Linked DNA regions of Mus musculus: all the other regions are linked to region 1. The links are chromatin contacts, called in public Hi-C and HiChIP or PLAC-seq maps. All regions are on one chromosome and are shown on one strand. Each heading gives the region's core, a stretch centred on a gene start, on an enhancer-like site or on the middle of the called end of the contact. The rest is flanking DNA. Distances are from core to core; before and after follow the strand shown.

Region 1 (4,608 bases), core at 711-3,210:
AGGAGACATGATGCCGGTGACAGGTGTGAGGAGCACTGGAGTCCACCGTGAAACAGGTGCAGTGTGGTCAGCTGGGTAGTGGGTAGCAGTATGGAATTTACAAAGACACAGACTCAACCCCTAACTTGCTCCCTGGCCGTGGGATCTCTCAGACTCTGGGCTGTGCCAGAGGCCAAGATAAGGAAGGCTTCACTTTCTGGACTAGACCTTCGTGAAGGACCACCACGGTCCTGTGATGTGGATGAGGACTATGTGTGGGTCAGTGGTCCTGATGGGGCCAGGGACCAGGGGCCAGGGGCCAGGTGGTGGCCTGTCTCACATCTAATGCTCTGTGGCTATCTGGTCTGTGCCATGCCCTGGGGCCGTGCTTGGTGTGTGCTACCCACCTGAAGCTGTGGTGCTGTCTGGGGCCAAGTCTGGCTCCAGGGACCTGCTGCAGACTGAAGCCATGTTGATATACACCGTCTAGGCTGCCTCCAAGAACTTTGCCTAGGGCCATGGTCCTACTGTACCAGGGCCCGTATTCATGGTCGGTGCTGTTGCCAGAAACCATGGGGAAAAGTCCTTAGTCCAAGCTCCAGGTGACTATAAAGAGCAGGAAAGCTACTTTGTGATGTCGATAACTGCTGATGCCCAACTGAGAAAGAGGGACTTGGAAGGCTTCTGTAATAATCCCTCCCGATGTCTCGATGTAGCAGCCTAATTAGGAACCATCGAAAGAGAACTCTTAAAAATTCACAACTGATGGCTTCTGGAGGAGGGCACAGATGAGAAACTCAATTTTCTTTAGGGGGCAGGCCACTGGGAGTTTAACTATGCTCCAGTTAGTATATGAGCCATACAAATTGGACTTGTTGTTGTTGGAGGAGGAGAAAAGGAGGAAGAGGGCATGGAAGGACTGGGAAGTGAGAGCAATCAGGGTGTACAAAGTGAAATTCTTAAGGAATCAATAAAAACACTATTTTGAAAACAATTATTGACTCCCAACAGAAATGCATTTCCTCTGTCACATTGCTCTAAACGTTTCTAAGGCTTTGCTCTCAGTTAGTCTTCATAGTTTATAAATTCTTCGGTCATCTGCTGGACTAAGCTTTGAGTAGCCTGCTCTAGGATAATCTGCCTTGATAAACCCCTCTGCTCCTTCCAGCTCACATTCGCAGCTTCTGCTAAGTGCCTGCTTTTGAGTCAGTCACCCTATTACTTTACGCTGTGGACTCCTTCGGGGGCATGTGTGGGAGTCTTTTTAGTCTTTCAGTGCCCAGCACCTACCACAATGCCAGGTAAGGATTTATGTTGTATTAAGTTTTAGGAGGGAAGGATGGTGAAGAGTTTCCTTCCTTTTGTGCTTTTCAGGGTTGGTTAGTTAAACACACACACACACACACACACACACACACACACACATCAGAAATGAGAAAAATGTAAGCATTGTTTTAACAACTGATACTGTAGAACAAGTTGATACCTACCTCCTGTGGCCAGTGACAGAGGTCAGTTTGTGTGAGCAAAAGAAACGAGGCTTGGCAGCTCCTGCTCTCACGGAGCAGGGCACAGGCTCCTCCTCTTCCCACTGTCTTTCGACTGGTAAGATCGTCAAGAGTTTAAAATGACTAATTTTAAGAGACGGGCAAAGTAATTTTGTATAAATGTTCTGTTGAAAATTAAGGCTAGAAAGTGCTGTCTTTCCTACAGCTGTTCCTTTCTAAGGCCTGGTGTTCCTGGAATGTTCAATGGTCACCTCGATGGCATGATTCAGACACTGCAGTAACTGAATATGATCATTTAGAGCATAAGGCACGGGCCCTGACTTTTCTGTTCTGACAGTGGTGCTGTTTGCACAGTTGGTTAATCACAGCTCGAAAGTGACTTATCGGTGATGTGTAATATGACTAAGTGAGCGGCTAAGCAGTTTCATTGTGATCCTGCAGTCACTGGAATTCCTGTCACCTTTCCAACAGTTAAGTCATTTTGCATAACAGCAGGGTGACATCACTGAGTTGCCAGATTATTGGCTGAAGACAAGAGGGAGGGTGGGGGTGAGAATGCTTCCTGGGCTGTAAAGCTTTCCCAGACCTAAATGAGTGGCTTATGCTGTTTCTGCAGTACACTCTGGAGCTTCGGAGTGTCCTACTGCCCAGGCTGAAGCCCAGGAGGGGAGTGAGCAATGTGTCTAACTGTAAAAGTCTCTTCCCTCCACAGGGCTGGCCCTTAAGATGAAGGGCCAGAGAAAGGAGACAATGACAATGTTGTTGTCTCTCTCTGGAAGGACTGATTTATAAGACGCAGTTCACTGTCTGCTTTACACGTCCACACTGAAGAAACAGTCAGCTGGGGCCCAGTTGCAAACCGCTTATGGCTGAAAGCCTGACTTATTTCCAGGGGAAATGGTAGTCTAGATTAGTCATCAGAGAACACTCAAACTTCCAATTTATTTAACTGCTTAAAATCTCATGCTCTAAAACTACTGATAGAAATGCCCCCTAAACTAGAGATAGGAGGGCAACTTATGATGATAATGTCCAATAATCATTATTTACTGTGTGCCAGTGTTGTAAGGAATGAGCATATACCAGTGGGTTTAGTCCAACAAAACAGCCACTACTGATGTCTCTAAGCTACTGAGAAGGGAATGGAGATGCTAAGATCTCACAATCAAGGAAGACTGAGGGCAGAGAGCTCAGTAGCAGCTCACCAGTCTTAGCTGTTGCCTCCCGTTGCCTTATTGTGATAACGACAATTCCACTTACTGCTCCTCCGTCCACTGAATGCTTGTAATGTAACCAGCTCTGAACAAGAGCCATGCCATCCCTTCATTAACCCTGCCCGTGAAATGATCCTTATCATCCCTGTATGGGAGATCGGGAACCTGGGATGGGAAAGTTCTGCCACACAGAGGCAGATGTCGAGGTGTGGTGCCATCCCTGCCTGGCTCTACATTCCATGCATTTAACACAGTGCTGTACTGTTTCAATAGCTGCTGTTTGTTGAGCAACAACTAACGTGTGAACCAGATCGTAGGTATTACTGGCTAGGTTTATAGGTTTATAGGGGCAGAAAACTAAAGTTGTAAGGGGTCAGGCAGTTTGTCAACTTCTGAGTGGCAAAGTCATACCCTCCCTCCTCTTCACCTCCCTCGGATCTAGAGCTGTACTGCAGGTCTCATGCCACAGGACAATAGGGAAGTCGAGGGAAGGGATGGTTTCTCAAGGGACTCTGAGATAGTCTGAAGATCTCTCAAGGAGTGGAGGCTGGTAAGAAATGGCCTAGAAACCACCTAGGGTGGTGCTCTGACTAAGAATGTAAATCTAGATGCCCCGAAGCTCCTTCTCTATTTGATGAGTCTGTGATCTGCTGGGTATGGGCAGACACCTCTCTCACTTCAATTCTTTTTCTTTTCTTACTGGACTCAGCATTTTGAAACAGCACTGCCTCATTCTTCATTTAGCCCAGAGCTTAGAGTCCCCTCAGTTCTCTTGCCTTGTAAGGGTTTTCTCCCTGCCCCTAGCGCAGCTCTTGCTCCGTAGCACATATTCAGTTCTCTGGAATGCAGCCACACATAAGCATGACACATATTTTCAGGAGGCTCTAGAAATGCATCTGGTAAGTGGATTTAATTTTGTTAAAGGGGAAAACATATAGGCACTAGGCTATGTAACCTACTAGTTTCATGGAAGGCACCCCTGCCTTTAAAATGCAACAGTTTACAAACACTGAAACCAATAATAAGCACAAGGCAAGCACACGAAGAAACCAACAGGTTGAATACTTCAGAAACATTTCAGAGTTTTCAAAAAGCAAGAGCCTGGGGTAAGTTGAAACTCTTACTCTATTAAACAAAAATTAAACACTACCCTTTAATAATTTAAAGAACATTTATTTTGGAGAAGAAGAGAGTGAAAGTTATGTATGACATATCTTAGTCAATACCATACAGTGAAAAGACTGTAAGATATGGCTGTTCAAACAGGGAAGCAAGTCCTCTATAGGGAACCTTCTGGAAGGAGGAAAGACTTGGCTAGAACTAGAAAGACTGGTGGAATTTTAAGGGTTGACATAGAGGTTAGAGAAAGGACAGTCCACACAGGGAACTAGCATGTGATTAAGAGATAAGACCATGTAGTCATGAATCTTGCTCCAGGGAACACAGTTCTTATGAAATATGAGACTCTTCTATAAAAATCCACAGGGATAATCAAGGATTTGTATTACTTTTAATATGAGAGAATAGAATGTAGAGGAAAAGTATAAGTCTCAGAATTAAAAAGGGGGACGTCACAATTACTGCTCTACTACCAGCCGGCATGCGTGGGTTCATGAATGGCCCTTTAACAGAGGTACACTCACCCATGTGGATCAACCAATGGCTCTGGATGCAAAGCTAAAGCTCATCTGAAGCTCACTGTCCCAACTCAGTGGGCAGGAAGCCACGGATGTCATCTGGTCTTCCCAACTCTAAGTTTATATTCCTGAATGAAGAAAAGATTCAAAGTGGACGAGTTTACTCACACTGTTTGTGATCCTAATCAGTGTCTAGAGAGATTTTTATAGCCAAGACCTCCTTAAGATAAATGAGTCCTCTTTGTTTTTTTGATCATTAAGTGCTTTGGG
Region 2 (4,960 bases), core at 1,358-3,857, 140 kb after region 1:
AAGATTTTAGAGCACTCTTTTAAACAGTCTTAAAAATGTTAGGAAGTACAACTGACTGGAACTGACCACAGCAGGAAGGGCTGTTGCCTGGTGTTATTTCTCTAACTCTCAGGCACTGTTTCTTCTGGGACTAGAGGAAGAACAGGAAAGTTTAGAAGCTGTGTGATCAAGCCACAGTGCTTGATGCTTGAGAAAAAAGTCCCCTTCCTCCTCCACTGAACTCAGAATACCTAGTGTCAGAATGGATGTCTAGGGTTGCAAAGCAGGGCGCTCGAAGGTGGAGGCTTGGAGTGGAGCTCTGGGCCTGTGGACCTCAGGATCTCAGCATTGGTTCTGACTGCCAGTCTGGGCTGAGGCACCACATCCATTTTCTTATTAACAGAGGGACATTGGCAAAGCAGGTGTAGATTCACAGAGAGTAGACGGATGGAAAACGAAATCGCTAACAGTGATGGTGTGGATGAGGGGTGTCTCTGACCGCCCGGCCCGTGGCTGAGCTCTTAGACCGGACTGTCGAAAAGGGTCGTAAAACTTTAAGGGATTCTAGACAGAGGAAATGGGTTGTTGGGGGCTGTGAGGTTTATAACATAGCCCTGCTTCCTCCTGGTGTGCCAAGGTAGGAGAAAGTCACCTCAAGCTCCAGAAGACACATCTGTGGGCCGCTACTATCTGTGCCTTCATCACCACGATGAACCGTATCCCTTTTAAACTAAGAGCCCAAATAAATCCCTCCTTAAGTTGTTTCTGTAGGGTAAGTTGTTGCAGTAGCAGGAAAAGGCACTAGCAGATAGCTAGCTTGGACACTGAGGCTCGGTAAAATGCATTTGGCCATGGCATGCCAAAAGCTCTCTGACACTTCTCAGCCTTGTTTGAGACTTCTAGTTAAGAAGTAGTCTCAGATGCAGGCATTTGGTAGACTTGAGTTTTGTTACTGCTACTGTGTAATCAAGAGACTTTTTTGTGTTCATATTGATATTTTTATTTATATATACATCATAAGAATTCACATGTCCAGCAAGGTCTCCTGATGCTCGTGTTGCTTCAATCAGGAGGAACAGAACAAGCATGAAGTATGTGGTTGGAATGATGGATGGGATTGGGACTTAGAAACAGTCTTACTCCAGCCACTAGGGTCCCAAGACATGACCCAAAATGTCTGTGATCTGTCAATCCTTTTATAAAGGAAACATAATAGAGAAGGGACCTGAGGTGGCTCAGGCCGCATTCTGTCTGCACACACAGAATCTATAAAATGGGCACTCTGTTTGCAGAGACATTCAGAAGATTTTCTGTGTGTAAATGCTGTGTAATTTTTACCTCAACATGCCTAGATTACTGCCAATTGTTTCTATCAGTCTTAACTTTCTCCTTGAATAAGAGGAGGCACAGTGTGAACTTTCCTATAATATAGAGACTTTCTTTCTTTAAAAATATATTTAAGTGTGTGTGTGTGTGTGTGTGTGTGTGTACATACTAAGGGGCTATGGAGGCCAGAGATATTTTATCTCCTGGAGCTGGAGTTGCCTGGTGTGAATGCTGGGAGCTGAACTCTGGCTCTCACAACATGTGCTCTTAACTGCTGAACTACCTCTCTAACAGCCTAGTGCAGATAATTTTCAAGAAGATAGGCTATTGTGCTGGAGAAACAAACTCCAAAGTGCAGAATATTTGTATTTTTAGGTAGTACAAGCTGTCACGTTGTGTGTAGACCCTGTAGTGCATATGGAAGGGCTACTACTCTGACGAGGCCTGCTGAAAAATCCACAGCCAGGCATTGAGAGAAGAGTGTCATTGCATGAAGACCAGAAGTGAGAGAGTCTGAAAAGATGGGCCTGTGCCCCAGGTAGCCATGCCGCTTGCTTCTGTAGTGCCTCTAGTCAGTGGGCCTAAATGGGAAGATCACTTGAAATTATTTGTATTGACTTAGGGCTAGATAAGAGACCAAAACTTTAAAACACAAAGCTGCTTTAATTAAAATAAGAGGACCACAACTGTTTGAGGGTCAGAAGGAAAAGAGGAAGAGAAGGCCTCTATAATAAAGGTTTAATCTGCTCTCCCCACATAGCATCTGCTTAATGGGAAAAGTGTAGCTCTTCTAAGTAAAGACAATAAATCTGATTAGGGATCTATCTGCCTGGAACCGTGATTGTACTCTGACCTCTGGCAGCGGGATTTGTCCTTTCAGGGAGCTTTGCCACATCCTATGTGTACACTGGGTGACTAATATTTATTATAGAGCCATGTGATGGGATGGTGAACAAAGGTTGTCCCTAGCCACCTTTTGTCCATCACCACTGTGGCTTCTCTTGTGGCATGTGATGTTCTTGGGAACCTGGCACAGTTTTTGAGGCAGCCATGGGTGCTATTTTATAAATACAGCTCAGACCTCCTGGGTATGTATGGTGGCAGCTTATCAAACCTATTGCGTACACACCATGCCACTTGTGCGTAAAAGGGTTCTCTCAACAAGTCCCCTGGCATCGTGGCTGTGTGTTGATTAGCTGTGGGTGATGTCATGTTGATGTTGACTCTGTTGAAGGCGGGCAAGCATGTTAGTGTGATGTATGTGGCCATGATGTGCTAGGAAATGGAGAAACCATGGTGTACTCATTTACTATTACCCAATGATGTGGCAACTCATCCAAGCACACAACAACTGCTGGTCATTTGTGACTTACAGCTTTCCAAAGTTCCTGTTTGCCCTGTTGCTTACTCTTGGACCATCTCCATAAGTTTAGCATATGAACCCTACTGTCAACAACATAGGCATTTTTTTTCACAAATTTAGCACAATCTCCTACCCACAATTTGCAAACACTTATGTCTGGATAGTCTTAAGATAATGTGGCAATATATATATATATATATATATATATATATATATATATATATATATGTGTGTGTGTGTGTGAGATGTGTGTGTATGCACATATATGTATACACATTATATATATATGTGTATGCCCATAATGTATATGTATGTATACACTGCTTAATTCCCATTAAGATATATATATGTGTGTATATACATATACATATGCATATACACACATATAATACATACACATACATATATATACACACACATATATACACACTCACTCACACATACACATATATACACACACATGTGTATATATATGTGTGTGTGTATATATGTACATACATATATATATGTATATTTGAATTGTCAGGTCCTAACTCATATACATAAAGAAGAATAAGGAAGAGATGTATCATTGTTTGTCTCCTGTTCCAAGAGTTGTAAGAAGATTAGATTACTCTGGCATTTCTAGAGAGGTAGGAAAATGTTCAGTGAAAAGGCCTCAATCAACATTTTAATCACTAATGCAATTGACCACGACAACAATCTGTGTGAGATAGAATGGCCCAAAGGGTTTCAGGAGAAACCAATTCTACTAAAGTATCCTAATTTTTAATGCTTTAAACTTATTACGATTTAAACTTGTTCTATGTAAAATGTACTCCAGAAATGGTCAAAAGAAAAACAGTAATATTTTCCTAATCACTTTATTGTAATTTGAAGTTGGCTGTTTATTAAAAAGCTATGGATTTAAAAGTTAGCTTTAAGAATCCAAGGGCCAGGCTGGCAAGATGGCTCAGGGGTTAAGAGCACTGATTGCTTTTCTCAAGGTCCTGAGTTCAAATCCCAGCAACCACGTGGTGGCTCACAACCACCTGTAATGGGATCTGACGCCCTCTTCTGGTGCGTCTGAAGCAGTTTCAGTGTACTTATGTACAATAATAAATACATCTTTGGGACAGAGCGAGCAGGGACTGAGGGGTCAGAGTTGACCAGAGCGAGCGGGGTTGACTGGAGCGAGCAGAGGTCTTAAATACAATTCCCAACAACCACATGAAGGCTCACAGTACAGCTATAGTATACTCATATACATAAAATAAATAAATAAATCTTAAAAAAAAAGAAGACTCCAAGGGTCATCCTGAGGTAGCATTCAGTTTTAGACATTTAATGCCTTTGTATTTTTTATGTGTCATCTATATGACCAGCCTAGCAAATGTTTGTTGGTGCTGATGAGAGCTGGTTCACATGCTTTTTGTATGCTAATTAGAAGCATCTGGGCATCAGATGCTTTTTCAAGGCTAATTTTTGTAGCATTAACAACTTGGGCTCATGGGGTTTTGAGAGGCCACATGATTCGCAGTATTCAGCATAACTCAGTGAAGCTTTGCTGGAAACTTCAAAAAGGATTGTTTCTATAATACCACATTCATTTTGTCTTCTACTTAAAAAAACACTTAGTTTTATTTATGTGTGTGTGTGTGTGTGTGCAAGAGCACGTGGACATATGGTATGCATGAGCATGTATATATCTGTGTAAGTGGAAGCACACATGTGTGTATGATAGTATGTGCACCTGTGCACATAAATGGGCAGAAGGGTGCATTGTGTTTGTTCCTTTATTAATCTCCACCTATTTCTTTGAGGTGGGGCCTTTCTCTGAAGCCAGGGCTCAAATCTCAGCCAGGCTCATATCCAGCAAGCCACAGCAAGCCTCCTGTCTCTTGCTTTTCAGAGCTTGCAGGATGCCCTGTGTATTCTGTACATGCTGTGATTTGAACTCTGAGCCTTATGGTTTGGGAGCAAGTGGTCTTCCCTACTGAGCTGCCTCTCCGGCCGCATTCATTTTCTGAGAAGCAAATTCACATGATACAGATAAGCACAATCTTGGGTTCTTATTGGGATATATAGTTCTTTAAAAGCTATCAAACTTCAGGAAAAATATTATTTTTTTATTTAGGGACATATATAATTCTTAAAATCTTGAATGTAAATGACTAAATGTATGTAAAATACTGTATATTATACAAAGAATCAATCTGTTCTGTGTTTTTTAGACTCACAGCCTGGACAAAACCACAAAGATGTAAAGAAAAACCTATGACCTACAACATTCATGCTGCCCTCAGCTCCTTC
Region 3 (4,467 bases), core at 1,942-4,441, 170 kb after region 1:
AGGAACATAAGAACATCCAGTGAAACAAACCACAAAGGTTGAGTTTTAAAAAGATGATTTCCAGGACTTCTTAAAAAAAAACAAAAACCAAACTTCCTTAAAAAGAAAAGTAGAGGGTGTTTTGTTGTTGTTGTTATTATTTTATTTTTTGTTCTTTTCAGGCAAAAGCACTCAGTTGACTTCTCAGGGAGTCAGACTTACACAACTGAACAGATTAGAAAATGTTTTCATTAGCTGGGTATGGTGGAGAAATGTCAGGAGTTTGAGAGCAGCTTGGGATACATGGGAGGCCTTGTCTTAAAGCAGCAGCAGCAGCAGCAGCAGCAGCAGCAGCAGCAGCAGCAGCAGCAGCAGCAGCAGCAGCAGCAGCAGCAAGTTCTTCCTTTAGTGTGTGCCCAGAAGAGCTGGGCTGGACACAAGCCACCCAACTCAAGAAAACATCAGGAGCACCCTGAGCTGGCCTAGCTCTTCTGTATGAAGTCTGTACTTCCAGACTGCCTTGTCTCCGTACAGTTCTCCTCAGGACCATCCTTTGCTCCTCTACTCTTCCCAGCTTACAAGTATGGTCTCCAGGACAGTAGCAAAGAACTTTTTTGCCCACGGGCCCTGGCAAGGAGAGATGAGGTTGGGGTAAGATGGGCTATTTCTTTTCCTGGCTCTCTTCTGCTTTGCTATGGGCAGGTTGGCTGTGTCCCTTTACCCAGAGTTACAAGAAGCTTCTGCCAGACAGCCTTCTTCATACATCTATCCTTCTTGGGCTCCAGAAATTTCTCCCTCCTCCTTGCCCCTTTCAGGCCTACTGCCAGGAAGAGCAGGATGCTGTGGTGTTGGTAGCACTGCATTGAAGTTTTGCTGGCCAGTCTTCCCATAAGGCTTGTTGGGAAATCCACTGACTATCATTTTTACCATATATACGCTAGTATCTTAGAAGTACTATTTAAGATTTCATTTGACTTTATAAAATCATGAGCTTTGGCACTGACTATAATCTCTGTCAATGAGGAAAGCTTACATGAGTTAGTAACCTGGCAGAGGATCCCTGTGTTTTAAAAAAAATGAATGCACAGGCTGGAGAGATGGCTCAGTGGTTAAGAGCACTGACTGCTCTTCCAGAGGCCCTGAGTTCAATTCTCAGCAACCACATGGTAGTTCACAACCATCTGTAATGGGGTCAGATGCTCTCTTCTGGTATGTCTGAAGACAGCTACAGTGTACTCATATACACAAAATAATAAATCTTTTAAAAAATGAATGCACAACAGTAATGCCCACCTTCTGTGGCACACTAAGAACTCAAAACTTTTAATATAAAATATGACAGATGATTGGTTTTGTTACCCTCTATCCTACTGCTAAGGGCCCCAAAACTGGCCACAATATACTAGCTCTTATTACCATATACTGCTCTAAGCATTTTATACCCATTATTTCCCAGTAGTTCTGTAGAGTATTTGTTCTATGGAGGCACTGAGGGATATAGAATTTAGGAAACTTGACTGAAGTTTACTCAGACATAGAGGAGATCACTAAATCTCAATTAGATTGTAGAGTTTTCAAGGCAAAGACCCATCACACATGCCAATTTTGTCTAGCTTTTCAGTGTCCTGTGCAGTCATCCCTATAGTAGGTGTCCAATAAATGTTGCTTTTATTCCAAGAGCAGAGGCACTTAAACTTGTTTTACAATAAGCAGTAGACTAGAAACATGAATGGCCAAACAGCAGCTGCTTTCTCATAGCCCAATAACCTGTGTGGCTAAGAGCTTGTAGGCCAAAAGTCTGATGACCAAGAGTGAGGCTGCAGCAGGCAGACAGAAACCGGAGAGCACTTGTAGGGCGGAGTGGGGATGGCAAGGTAGGAACCTAAGCCTAGGACAATGGAAAGCTCCACTAACTAAGCCTGAGCAAGTCTCAGCAAGGCTGTTGGCCCCAGTGAGACAGTCAACCTCAGTCTATTCCATGGTCAGGGTGAAAGCATCTTTAAGAATACCTAGCTGTTGATCAGACCTTCCTGCTGCTTTCTTCCCCTAAGCCAACAGCTCCTGAGCTTTCTGGCATTTCTGTTAAAGCATTCAGATCCCAGAATCCTTTACCACCAACTTAATGCCTGCTCACATCATTCCTAGGACACATGGCTGAGCAACTGGGAGGGGGCGGGTTGTCCAGGAGTGCTGGCAAATGGCACAGGCTTTCCTTATACTACATGTGTCACAGTAAATCCGGTTATAAATGTTCCCTCCCCCCTTCTTTGCATAGAGAAACATAAAGGGAGACAATTACTCAAGGCACCGTGACACTGTTTGAGTATGCCAAAGCTTGGGCTGGAGGCACTCACTGCATCTCCTTAAATATCTTTTTAATATCTTGGCCCGATCAGACATACCAAGGCCATTACAAAGTTTGCAAATCAATGCCCCAGCTGTTTTGGTTTTTAATAAAACTGAATATGATCTATTTAAAATGATTGTTTTCTATAGGGCTTTCCCAGAACAGGGCTGTGGGCAGCCCTGAAGGCAGGTCTTGGCTCTGATAGAGGTTCTCTCTTTGGATTCCACAGGGTGGGGTGGAAGTGAGGCCTCTGCAGGATTGAGGCTGTCAGCCTCACCTCAGTCCCCCAGCCTCACAAATGTGCGCTTCCTGATGAGTTTACCAAAACATTACTGAAGAATCTTAAAGTTTCAGTTCTTTAAAAATCACAGCTTCTCCATCTGGGATCAGTTCAAATGATTCCTTCGTAATTTTATTAGAGGTCCTGGCCCAGGCAAAGTCTTTTTAGTTGATTACTGCCATGTTGGAAACCGAAAGAGATTCTATTAAAAAAAATTAACCCTCTTGTCCCAAGGAAAAATAAAAGGAGATACACAAAACTGTCTCCTCAGCGACTATGATGTCCACAGTTCCCAAAGCTCTCAGTTTCAAAGTTCCCAAGCAAAAGGGATGTAGTATTATTAAGTTTGGGGCCTGAATAGAAAAACCACAATCTAAGTGCCCGTATATCAATTTTATAATGTTGATAGTTGAATGCAATTCATCTGGGCCATAAATGTGACATCCTGATAAACAAGTCCTTTTGAGGCTGTATTTGAAGATGATTTTACTAGTTTTGAGACATTGCAGTATGATCAGAAATGCGTCACCCACTCATGCAGTTTGCTTTTCTTTGCTTCAGTTTATATAAAATGACTAAGGCTGTGTTGCCTGGGCTACTTGACTGCAGATCTGTGTTCCCCTGGCTCAGCCAAAGGAGAAGATGGAGCCTCTTAGGAACCTTCTGGGCCTTGACTTCTCACCAGCTCATCCCAAGCAACGGAAACTCACTCTTCTTTCTCCTTCTCTTTTCTTTGTCTTCTTTCTTCCCTCCTTCTCCCCTTTCTCTTCATTTCCTCATTTTTTTCCTAACCACAGGCAAAGCACTGTCTCCCTAATTCTCTAAAGTTATCTATTCCTGAATTTTTCCCTTAACCACAGCCGAGAAGATTGAATAGCTGAGGTCGGGAAGCACGGAAAGAATGTCAACAATTTACCACTAAAATATACATTAAGAATATTTCCAGCAGTTTAATCTCCAGGTTGAATTTCTAAATCTAGATTTCTCTTGTCACATGACTGTCTGTTTTCACGTTTATTTGTGCCACTTTCAGCCATAATTTATCCTGTCCTAAATGAACTCTCTGTGGAAGGTAGAGCTGAACAAAAATAAACAAGTCATATAAACCTCAAAAGCAGGAGGCTAAAATAGTTGTCTTTTCCACAAGCCAATATATAAATACCATTAAACATTTTAAAATTATATTTGTTTATCTATTCACTCACTCACTCATTCATTCATTCATTCACACATTTAGTGGGCATATCTGTGTTCTAATTGTCTGCTCATCATATATACCAGTTTGGCAAATAAGTGACAGCACGTGTTGTATTAAATCTAAGGCAGACATTCTGTGGGTTTAGTCTTCCAAGTCTGATTGTTAAGGGATTAACGCTATCCTCAGAGTAAGGGCCTGATGGGCTTTATTATGTCCCCTTTAGCTATAAGAACATCATATATTATTCTTAGTTTGTGAACTTTCTTTAGAGATATTATTCCCACCTCTGTCCCTCTTCCTTATTGGACTTAGTAATTGAAAAATATTTTTGTTCTACATTTCTCTACATATTCCCTAATTGGGGGCATTAACATTTGAAATCCAATGAATGATTATCAAATGTAAGCATAGTTTGACAGAGGCAGGAGAGATGGCTCAGCAATTAAGAGCACTGGTTGCTTCTCTCCCAGAGGTCCTGAGTTCAAATCCCAGCAACTGCATGGAGGCTCACAATTATCTGTGATGGGATCCGATGCCGTCTTCAGATGTGTCTGAAGACAGCATACTCATATACATAATATAAATAAAAAAGAAAATTAGAAAATTGTTATCTTAATCACCTAAAAAATAGCTTGATCGGTTGGCACATGCTTCTTTTTTCTT

Evidence for each region. HiChIP or PLAC-seq counts read pairs in DNA pulled down with a chosen protein or histone mark. A called contact is a pair of places that touch in the nucleus more often than the background predicts.
Region 2: a Hi-C map of liver shows a contact between it and region 1, with 2.1 times the contacts expected there. The contact joins two enhancer-like sites. A contact is called at or near these places in 1 of 15 datasets of contacts at CTCF or cohesin (the NIH/3T3 cell line), 6 of 484 Hi-C or Micro-C datasets (cortical neurons, liver, muscle stem cells and 2 more) and 3 of 115 datasets of contacts at active chromatin or transcription factors (liver, oligodendrocyte precursor cells and pancreatic cancer cells).
Region 3: a CTCF HiChIP or PLAC-seq map of the NIH/3T3 cell line shows a contact between it and region 1, with 20 read pairs. The contact joins two enhancer-like sites. A contact is called at or near these places in 2 of 15 datasets of contacts at CTCF or cohesin (both in the NIH/3T3 cell line), 3 of 484 Hi-C or Micro-C datasets (3T3-L1-derived adipocytes and uterus) and 3 of 115 datasets of contacts at active chromatin or transcription factors (extraembryonic endoderm stem cells, hepatocytes and neural progenitor cells).

Annotation. Positions count from the first base shown.
Region 1 is chr3:58,369,938-58,374,545 of GRCm38.p6, reverse strand. No RefSeq gene overlaps it. Among named protein-coding and RNA genes, the nearest start is that of Tsc22d2, 42 kb to the left of the region's middle. Within about 2 kb of position 1,960, at least 227 of the 459 cell types and tissues checked have an H3K27ac peak or open chromatin away from gene starts, as enhancers often do. A contact at or near this core is called in the NIH/3T3 cell line, liver, pancreatic cancer cells and 1 more, where this site is marked.
Region 2 is chr3:58,232,663-58,237,622 of GRCm38.p6, reverse strand. No RefSeq gene overlaps it. Among named protein-coding and RNA genes, the nearest start is that of Gm40057, 23 kb to the right of the region's middle. Within about 2 kb of position 2,607, at least 18 of the 459 cell types and tissues checked have an H3K27ac peak or open chromatin away from gene starts, as enhancers often do. A contact at or near this core is called in liver and pancreatic cancer cells, where this site is marked.
Region 3 is chr3:58,202,050-58,206,516 of GRCm38.p6, reverse strand. No RefSeq gene overlaps it. Among named protein-coding and RNA genes, the nearest start is that of Gm40057, 7.6 kb to the left of the region's middle. Within about 2 kb of position 3,191, at least 43 of the 459 cell types and tissues checked have an H3K27ac peak or open chromatin away from gene starts, as enhancers often do. A contact at or near this core is called in the NIH/3T3 cell line and uterus, where this site is marked.